Linked DNA regions of Bombyx mori: region 1 is linked to region 2. Evidence: chromatin contacts called from public Hi-C data. All regions are on one chromosome and are shown on one strand. Each heading gives the region's core, a stretch centred on a gene start, on an enhancer-like site or on the middle of the called end of the contact. The rest is flanking DNA. Distances are from core to core; before and after follow the strand shown.

Region 1 (4,497 bases), core at 1,083-3,582, 34 kb before region 2:
GATTAAAACCGGTGATACTATAGAAAATGAAATGAAAAGTTACTATGATGCGGCTAGTGACGACAGCGTCGAGGATCCAGACTTTTTAGGGGATAACCAAAATGATAGCTTATCTTAAAACGAAAACCACACACAAACCTTAGTTGAGAATGTGAATTCTTCTATAGTAAACAAAGTTGAAGATGTGCAAACTATAGTTTTTACAGAATCCAATGAAGAAGCTATTAATACATTAAAGAAAAATAAGGGCAGATCAAGAAAAGAAAGAACAGAAAGCAAAATATTAAGAAATACTGGAAAGAGCTATACTACAGAAAAGGGTAAGGTAGTCGCTGAGAGAAAAACTAAAGATTTAGGAATATGTAGGTTAAAATGTGCTGAAAGAATCACAGTGGCTGAAAGAAAACAGAGTTTTGACGATTATTGGCAATTAGAACAGAGAGATAGAAGAGCAGCGTTTATATCTAAATCAGTAACAATACTACCAAAAAAATCTCAAACAACTGGTTGTAGAGAAAAGAACAGGGATTGCTACTTTGTGTATAAACTCTTGATTTCTAATGAAGAGAGACCGATTTGCAAAGAGTGTTTTTGCAGAGTACTTGGTGAAACTAAGGGATTTGTAAATGTGGTGGTCGAAAAGAAAAAACATTCTCCTACAGGCATCATAGACAGTGATCAGAGAGGTTGTAAGTCGCCAAAAAATAAAAAATCCCCGGAGGAAATGACGTCTGTCCGAGAACACATTTCCAGTTTCCCGAGATACGAAAGTCACTATTGCAGGAAATCCACTGGCAAGAAATACCTTGCTACCGATTTATCGATTGCAAAAATGTATCGGGAATATAAAAAATCTACTTTAAATCCTGTTTCTTTGAAACTATATGTCAAATGTTACCATGACCTAAATCTTTCATTTCAACAACCCTCAAAAGACACCTGCAATACATGCGATGTCTTCAATGCCAAAATTAAAGTAGCAGACGCCGATAGGAAAATAAATTTGAATGCTGAATTAGCCGAACATCAATCCCGAGCTGAAAAAGCTTACAGTGAAAAAAGGATTGACAAAGATATTGTAAAGAATGACTCTTCGATTAGGGCATTTTCTTTTGATCTTCAACAATGTCTGCGAACGCCTTATTTAAAAACCTCAGTATCTTTTTATAAACGACAGTTTTGGTCCTTTAATTTAACCATCCATGACTTAGGAAGTAATGAAGCTTCATGCTATATGTGGGACGAGACCATAGGATCACGAGGAGCCAATCAAATGGGATCATGTTTGTGGCACTTTTGCAATACATTGCCGTTAAATGTGAAGGAGGTAATTTTTTACTCAGATACTTGTGGTGGCCAAAATAAAAATAACATTGTTGCCATGATGTTTATGTACCTACTAAACAATCACCCTACGCTGCAAGCAATTCACCACAAATTTCTTATAAGTGGACATACTCATATGGAGTGCGACTCTGATCACGCAATAATAGAAAAAACAAAAAAAAGAACACAAATGAAAATTAATCACTTAAATGATTGGGTACAGCTAGTGAGAACATGCAAACTTCAAAATCCCTTTAGAGTTGTAGTAATGACTTTAAGAGACTTCTTAGATTTTTCAGCGTTAAAATCCAAGAAAGGACCGTTTTCTGTATAGAAGAACGATACTTCGGGACAAAAGTTTTTATGGCAACCGATTAAATGGTTGCAATACATTAAGACAAGTTTCGGCACAATTCATCTTAAAGATAATCTTGATCGAGAATCCGCTTTCAACACTGTAAATTTTAAGAAAAGAGGAAGATCGTGTACTGGTGAATCTTTTAGAATGAACCAAATTTCAAAAGACCCATTATCAAACAGTGCCGAAAAGAAAAAAGATTTAATGGATCTTCTGGAGTTAGTTGATGAAGTTTTCCACAATTTCTATAAACAGTTAAAAACAAATGATTGTCACCCTACAGATCCAGATATAGATGAGGACGATCCAGATTTAGAAGATCAAGATGATTGCTAATGGCTAATTTATTATTAGTTTACTGGACTGTGGAGTTGGAGTAGAATTATTTTGTAGGTGCTCTATACTTTTCAAACGTTTTTTTCTCCTTAAAACAATGTTGATTTTGGCTATAAATGTTTTATTTTGTATACAGGGACATATGACAAATATATTTTCCTTATTTTTCTTAATTTTCCTAAATTTTCCTTTTCCGTATATATGACTACTTAATTTTTTCCTACTAAAGTGGTGAATATATTGACAACTCATTGGTGAACAAATTGATAAGTCTAATATTACGAAAAATAAAATAATTTAAGCGTATTTCTTATCATAATTTAATACATTGTATAGCTTTATCCTCAAGTCAAGTGAGATTTGTAAGTAAATTCGATAACACAATTTATCATTATTAGTCAAACTTTAAAATTGCGCCCCTTTAAAATTTACCTTTTGAACATGTCAACATATTCACGCCAGCCACGGAAATTACCTATTTTTTTATTTTACCCAAAATTACAGCATCATTCTGATTAACACTATATTTTTTTGTAAATACTCAATACGCCTGTGTTTTTAGTAGCAGTCTCAATATCAGTATTCGTTTCTAATTTATCCAGTTATTGTATTATAAACAGTAGTAAAAAAACATATTTTTTGTCATAACAATAAATTTAAAACGTTGCATGTAAACAGAAGTATAAACTGTAATACTTTCATAGACTGTTATAAGAATTTTTGAACTTCAACACGTAGAAAAAAATTTGAAAATAGCGCCTTCTAGATGTAGAATACAGTCCAATGAAATATTAAATGTTACTCTTCCAACCAATCGCAATCCTCGAATGTGGTGTGACTTCCACGGGACGCGCCGGGCTGTTATTGATAAAAAGGAGTAATGGTCAATATCATGACATAAGCAGCTGTAGATATTTTACTCCAATATAGCAATGACTTTATTTAATGACAATATTAATTAAATTATCACTGAACCCGTAATATCATTCTACAATACAATGATATTATTCAAAGTTCGCCTCCCCCCGCATCGTATGATCGAGACGTATAAATACATGAGCTCTCCCCTCCGCTAGCAAAACGTCAAGTCACTTCGTTACGTGTGGAGGTTCGCTCATTTGAATCAGTTTGTCGATTGCTTCATTTCGTTAGCAGTGCTCTCAGACACCAATTTTACTGTGATATTATTCATTTCGTGTGTGTTCAGTGATATTTAAAGTTGTTAAATAACACCAGAAGATGTCTTTCAACACAGACATATCGACAAAATTGGAAAACAGCAGGTACGCATAGTGTCCGTTTATATTGCTCCACATCCCGCAGGTCAGGAACCTTCCCGTCTCTCGTGTGGCTCTTCGATGCGTACGTGATATTTGATGCATTTTATTGAGCTGATGATCGTGCCGAAATACACAAATTCATTAAGCTATCAAATTGTCGACGTAAGCGCAATGGTTCCTTTCACATTGACAGTATCTATATAAAATGCCAGTGAAAAAATTATTTCAGTGAATTATTTGACGTGACCAATGGTTCATAAGTGGAATTTCCAAATAATAATAGCACGTTAGGCTCATCGATGATGCTACCCTCATACTGGGCGTGCGCGAACAGTGACTCAGCGGAGGCCGAACATTACATGATTTCATGGAATTATAGTATGATCGGTTAATATACTATATTACCTACTTTTTATTACAATGCCACAGTGAATGCTATATTCAAGGTTTTCTTAACCCGCTAAAGTCTTGAGCAAACTCTGAGTTTATGAATAAAAATCGTGTTGGAATTTTAATAGTTCCTAACGACTTATCTAATATATATGAACATTGTTTCATAATTAACAACGAATCAAGTTCAATTCTGAACTGCTAAAGTGAAGAAATAAATTTCTTAAAACTGAATTGAGATCAAACCATCAATAGTAATACGAATATGTACATAAAAATTATGCATCCTTTTTGGTGATATGACACTGACTAGTTAGTAACTACACATTATGTACTTTAAATAAAACCACTAGAACTATTTAAAGTTTTTTGCAATTATTGTAAGTCTAAAAATGAAATAGTATTTGTCATCTTAACAAGATGAAATCTATTAAGTAAAAATTGTAAAATCTACATAATATTTGTCACCAGTTTGAGGACAATTTATTAATTACATATTTTATCAATAAATAACTTAACAATATTCTAAAACAATATAAAAACCAGATTTACAGCTGTAAGCATACATATCATGGGATAAACTGTTTTATTGAAGATTGGTGCAATTAAAACCAATTTATTATAATACAGAAATTTATTGACATTGAAAACCTCATACATAATGCTAAACCGATTAAAATATTTCCTTGTACGGCTTTCCTATTATATCGTTTATAATTTAGGATTTTCAAGATAACATGCTCTCCTCTATATTATGTGAAATTGTTGTGATTAAGACTAATTGTTTTTTCTTTTCATTGTTACAGG
Region 2 (4,351 bases), core at 1,415-3,914:
ATTAAGAGATTTAGGCCATGAAGTCAGAAATATTGTTAAAGTACGACATAAAACAACTAAACAAGACTTGCCGTTGTTCTATATTGACCTTGAACCTAAACATAATAACAAAGAGGTATTCAAGGTAAACAGATTAAACAATATGAAAGTATCTTTTGAAGCCCCTTATAAAACAACAGAGATTCTACAGTGTAAGAGATGTCAGAAGTTTGGTCATAGCAAAAATCAATGTTATAGACCACATAGATGTGTAAAGTGTGGAGGAGATCATCCCACTGTAAGCTGTAAAAAGACACCAGATACTGAAGCAACATGCGTTAACTGCCAAGAGAAACATCCTGCAAGTTACAAAGGCTGTATTAAATACAAACAATATAAACAACAAATTTTAAAAATTAATCCCAAAAATGTAATCAAAGATACCCCAGCCTCACAACCAAATAAGGAAAAGCCCAGGAAAGCAGAATATACCAAAAACATATTTAAAACTTATGCAGATGCAGTGAACTCCAATAATAATAAACAACAGACTGAATCCCACTTGATTGGCAGCAGTGAACTGAATAAGCTCATAGACAGCATGTTTAATAAATTTCAAACCATCATGACTAACATGATAGACAGCATGATGAATCGGATGATTCAATTAATATCCCGCCTAGTGCCCAAATGATCAATAATCTACGTGTAGTTACTTGGAATGCCAATGGGTTGTCAGACAGATGCCTAGAATTAGAAATCTTCCTAAGGACAGAAAAAATAGATGTAGCACTTATTTCTGAAACGAGATTTACTCATAGAACTCACATTAGAATAAAAGATTATTTTGTTCATTCTACAAATCACCCCTCTGGCAACTCCCACGGTGGAACAGCAGTTATAATAAAAAAAAACATTAAACACCACCTGCTAGAAGAATACAGTACTGAAAAAATACAGGCTACATCTATCAGAATACAAGACAAAAACACTGAAACAACTCTATCTGCTATATACTGTCCTCCAAGACACAATATTAATGCTGATGACTTCAAGGATTACTTCTTAAGTTTGGGGAGTAGATTTGTCTGTGGCGGCGATTGGAACGCTAAGCACACTTACTGGGGCTCAAGGTTGACTCTACCACGAGGCAGGCAGCTATTCCAGACGACTATAGAACTTTCTTTATACTGCTTGTCTCAAGGTGAGCCAACCTACTGGCCGACTGATCGAAAGAAAACGCCGGATTTACTTGACTTCTTTATCACCAAGAATGTGCCCCAAACACAGCTGAGCGTCAAATCTTGTACTGATCTATCCTCCGATCACACTCCAGTGATTCTTAATATAAACTCTACTATCTTGTTAAATGAATATCCACCTAAACCATATAACAAGAATACCAATTGGGAAACCTACCAAGAGTACATCAACAATAATCTGAATTTAAACATCTCTTTGAAATCCACTGGAGATGTTGAGAATGCTGTAGAAAATCTAAATCAACTTATTCACGAGGCACTAGGCAGATCTACGCCGCTAAGAAAATTCCCATCTGTGGTTTTGCACCATTACCCCAAACATATCAAGGATATGGTGTCTAGGAGGCGGAATCTGCGCAGAATATGGCATAACACTGGCTATCCTGCTGATAAGAGAGCTTTTAATAATGCTTCTGAGGAATTAAAACACCTAACTAAGGCAATGCAAAAAGACGAGCTACAATCGTTCTTAAGAAATTTAAAGCCTAGTCCAGACACCAACTATTCTCTATGGAAGGCTACTAGGAAAATGAAAAGACCGAAAATGCATGTACCACCTATTAGATTACCTACTGGAAGCTGGGACAAACCATATTTAAATCTATTCTGAATTTGACCACAGACAATAAGCGTTATGAAAAGTTTGACAATAAACAAATAGTATGCAGTTATGCACGCGTGTGTGTGTGTCTAATACATGGTTGGTAGTGTGGGTAATGTTATTTTTATTGATTTACTGTATTTTTTATGCACAATAAAAAAAAATAACATTCTGCACTGCATCTCTATATTCTCTATAAGTGTGGGAAATTTCATACTCCTCCGTTCGCGCAATTTTCGTAAAAAGAGTTACAAAGTTTTTGATTCACGTAATAATTTATAGATGCACAGTCACATTCGCACATACACGAACGCAACGCAGTCATTCATTGGCTGAATCAGCTCACGCCACGACCGCGCCCGTGTGTTGCACGCCGATGATCTCGCGCGATCAACTCACTTGACAGGCGGTTCAATGGAGGTTTCTAGAAAAAATTTAGGTTAAGTTCGTTACGAAAATTCAAAAACCTCATATCATCATACTACAGACACGTAAAATTATGTTTAATTGAACACAAATTGAATTTGAATTTATTTGTTGAGTTCAATGTTTTTAAAATACATACGTTGCAGTTAGGTATATAAAAGGTACTTATCAGTTTGTAACTCCAAGACGTTAAAGATTAGTCGGCGCACGTCAGTGATAAAAATGCAGCTGATATTTTTTTGCCCGTTACGTCCTTTGTCGATTGATAATAACGTTGACAATTGTTACTATGTGTATTAATTTTGAAACGGTAAAATTATCTACTAGCAGAACAGATCTCATTAAATCGCAATGAAGTATTTTCCTACTGAACGTTCATACAGTGGGACGAATTGAGACGGAGAAGTCTCGTAAAAGCTGTAACCTGAAGGGTACACGAGGTCGGGGCCCATCTTGTGGTTACTGGAGCCCATGGACATCAACAACATAATTATTGTCATCCACCTTGAGACATGAGTTCTAGGTCTCCATTTCATAGAACAAGGAATGCCCACCTTTCAAAGCGAAAACCATTACTGCTTCAAGGCAGAAATAGGCAGGGTGGTGGTACCTACCCATGCATACTCACAAGAAGTCCTACCGCCACTAACAATTTGCTATATGATTGCTGTATGAATGTCTAAAGCGAATTGTAATATATTATCATCTAACTAGTCTTTTGAGCGTTGTAAAAAAAAAGAATTAGATCAGTGTATTACAACGGTACATTTAAAACAAAATAACGGTCACGTTGTTTTACGGTTCGCGAGACTCAGTAAACGTCTAGCAAAAAATTCAGAACATTATAATCGGAGGAGGATTAGATCTTGGATCATGTATAGGCCGAAAATTCGGTTTGAAGGGTGGGGCATACTGAGACCTTAGAACTTATATCTCAAGTTTGGTGGCGCCATTTACGTCGTAGACGTCTATTGGCTCCGGTAACGACTTAACACCAGGTGGGCTGCGAGCTCGTCCGCTCACCTAAGCAAAAAAAACAATCTTTATTAAAAAAAAATACTATGGAAAATTTGACTTAATAAAATATGAAAATAAAAAGTTGTCTGAATACCCTAAAAACAATAAGCCTTTGACATAAGATTTTACATAAATATATTCGCTGGTTATCATTTAATCAGATCGATCAACGAATAATAAAATCGATATTAATTATTAATTCTTGACCTAGACATTTGATAAGGAAATGCTTGCCGCCCGGATATTGTTATCATCTAGGAAATGATGAACTTAAACGGGGCATAAAACAGGTTAATTTATAATTAGCAACAGAAACAAGTTCGGTCTCTTTTAAAAAAAAAGGAAGGACTTGACCGAAAATAATTTTTCGATTAAATCAATTAAATTATGATCTATGGTTCTCGCGCGTGCCGTTAGTTTCTTAGCATAAAAGGTCATTGTCAAGGTCAAGGATTACTCCATTGTAGAAATAAGCAGGACGTTGATATGAAATTTATCGAAAAGTATATCGAATGTATTATCACCAGATATAATTTATATTTTATTTTTCACTAGCTCTTGCCTTCGACTTTGGATTTGACGGCACAATATATAGAAATCATAGCAATGTATAATATTAAAAATGTAAATCTTTGTATATTAGAATGCTTAATACCTACTCATAGAGGCAAAAATTTAATCGAATTTAGATGAAATTTCCCAAAAATATGTTTTCGTATAACCTCGATAGGCACGCAGGATACTTTTCATTACGACAAATGACATGTTTCGGACAACGGCGGGTAGGTATATCTGCTGTAATAAACACGATAGCGTGTACGCTGATTACTCGGCGGCTAATTATAATTCATTGACAACTACTATTGTGTCATAGACTTACTAAAATACCGTATAAATTTTGACGTGACAACGTCTTATAATTCGATGGAGACGGGTGCACACACGAAAAAACATGACTCATGCGGCGTTACCTCGCTCTGAGGCGCTCCATTTAAGGCTTGAAGTGCAAGCGAGAGCGCGCAACGAGCGACAATGAGGCACAATCGGCCTCCGCGTTCGGCAGCGT

Evidence for each region. A called contact is a pair of places that touch in the nucleus more often than the background predicts.
Region 1: a Hi-C map of midgut shows a contact between it and region 2, with 2.0 times the contacts expected there. The contact joins the promoter of LOC101737970 here to the enhancer-like site in region 2. A contact is called at or near these places in 4 of 7 Hi-C or Micro-C datasets (midgut and whole pupa).

What each region holds. Positions count from the first base shown.
Region 1 is chr5:5,755,284-5,759,780 of ASM3026992v2, reverse strand. It overlaps LOC101737970 (mid1-interacting protein 1A), which reads left to right and starts at 2,332. Exons shown (of 2, transcript XM_004932299.5): 1 at 2,332-3,303; 2 at 4,497. The coding sequence starts at 3,260. It overlaps LOC134198893 (a long non-coding RNA gene), which reads right to left. Exons shown (of 2, transcript XR_009973165.1): 2 at 4,306-4,497.
Region 2 is chr5:5,721,759-5,726,109 of ASM3026992v2, reverse strand. No RefSeq gene overlaps it. Among protein-coding and RNA genes, the nearest start is that of LOC134198893, 29 kb to the left of the region's middle. Within about 2 kb of position 2,664, at least 7 of the 8 cell types and tissues checked have open chromatin away from gene starts, as enhancers often do.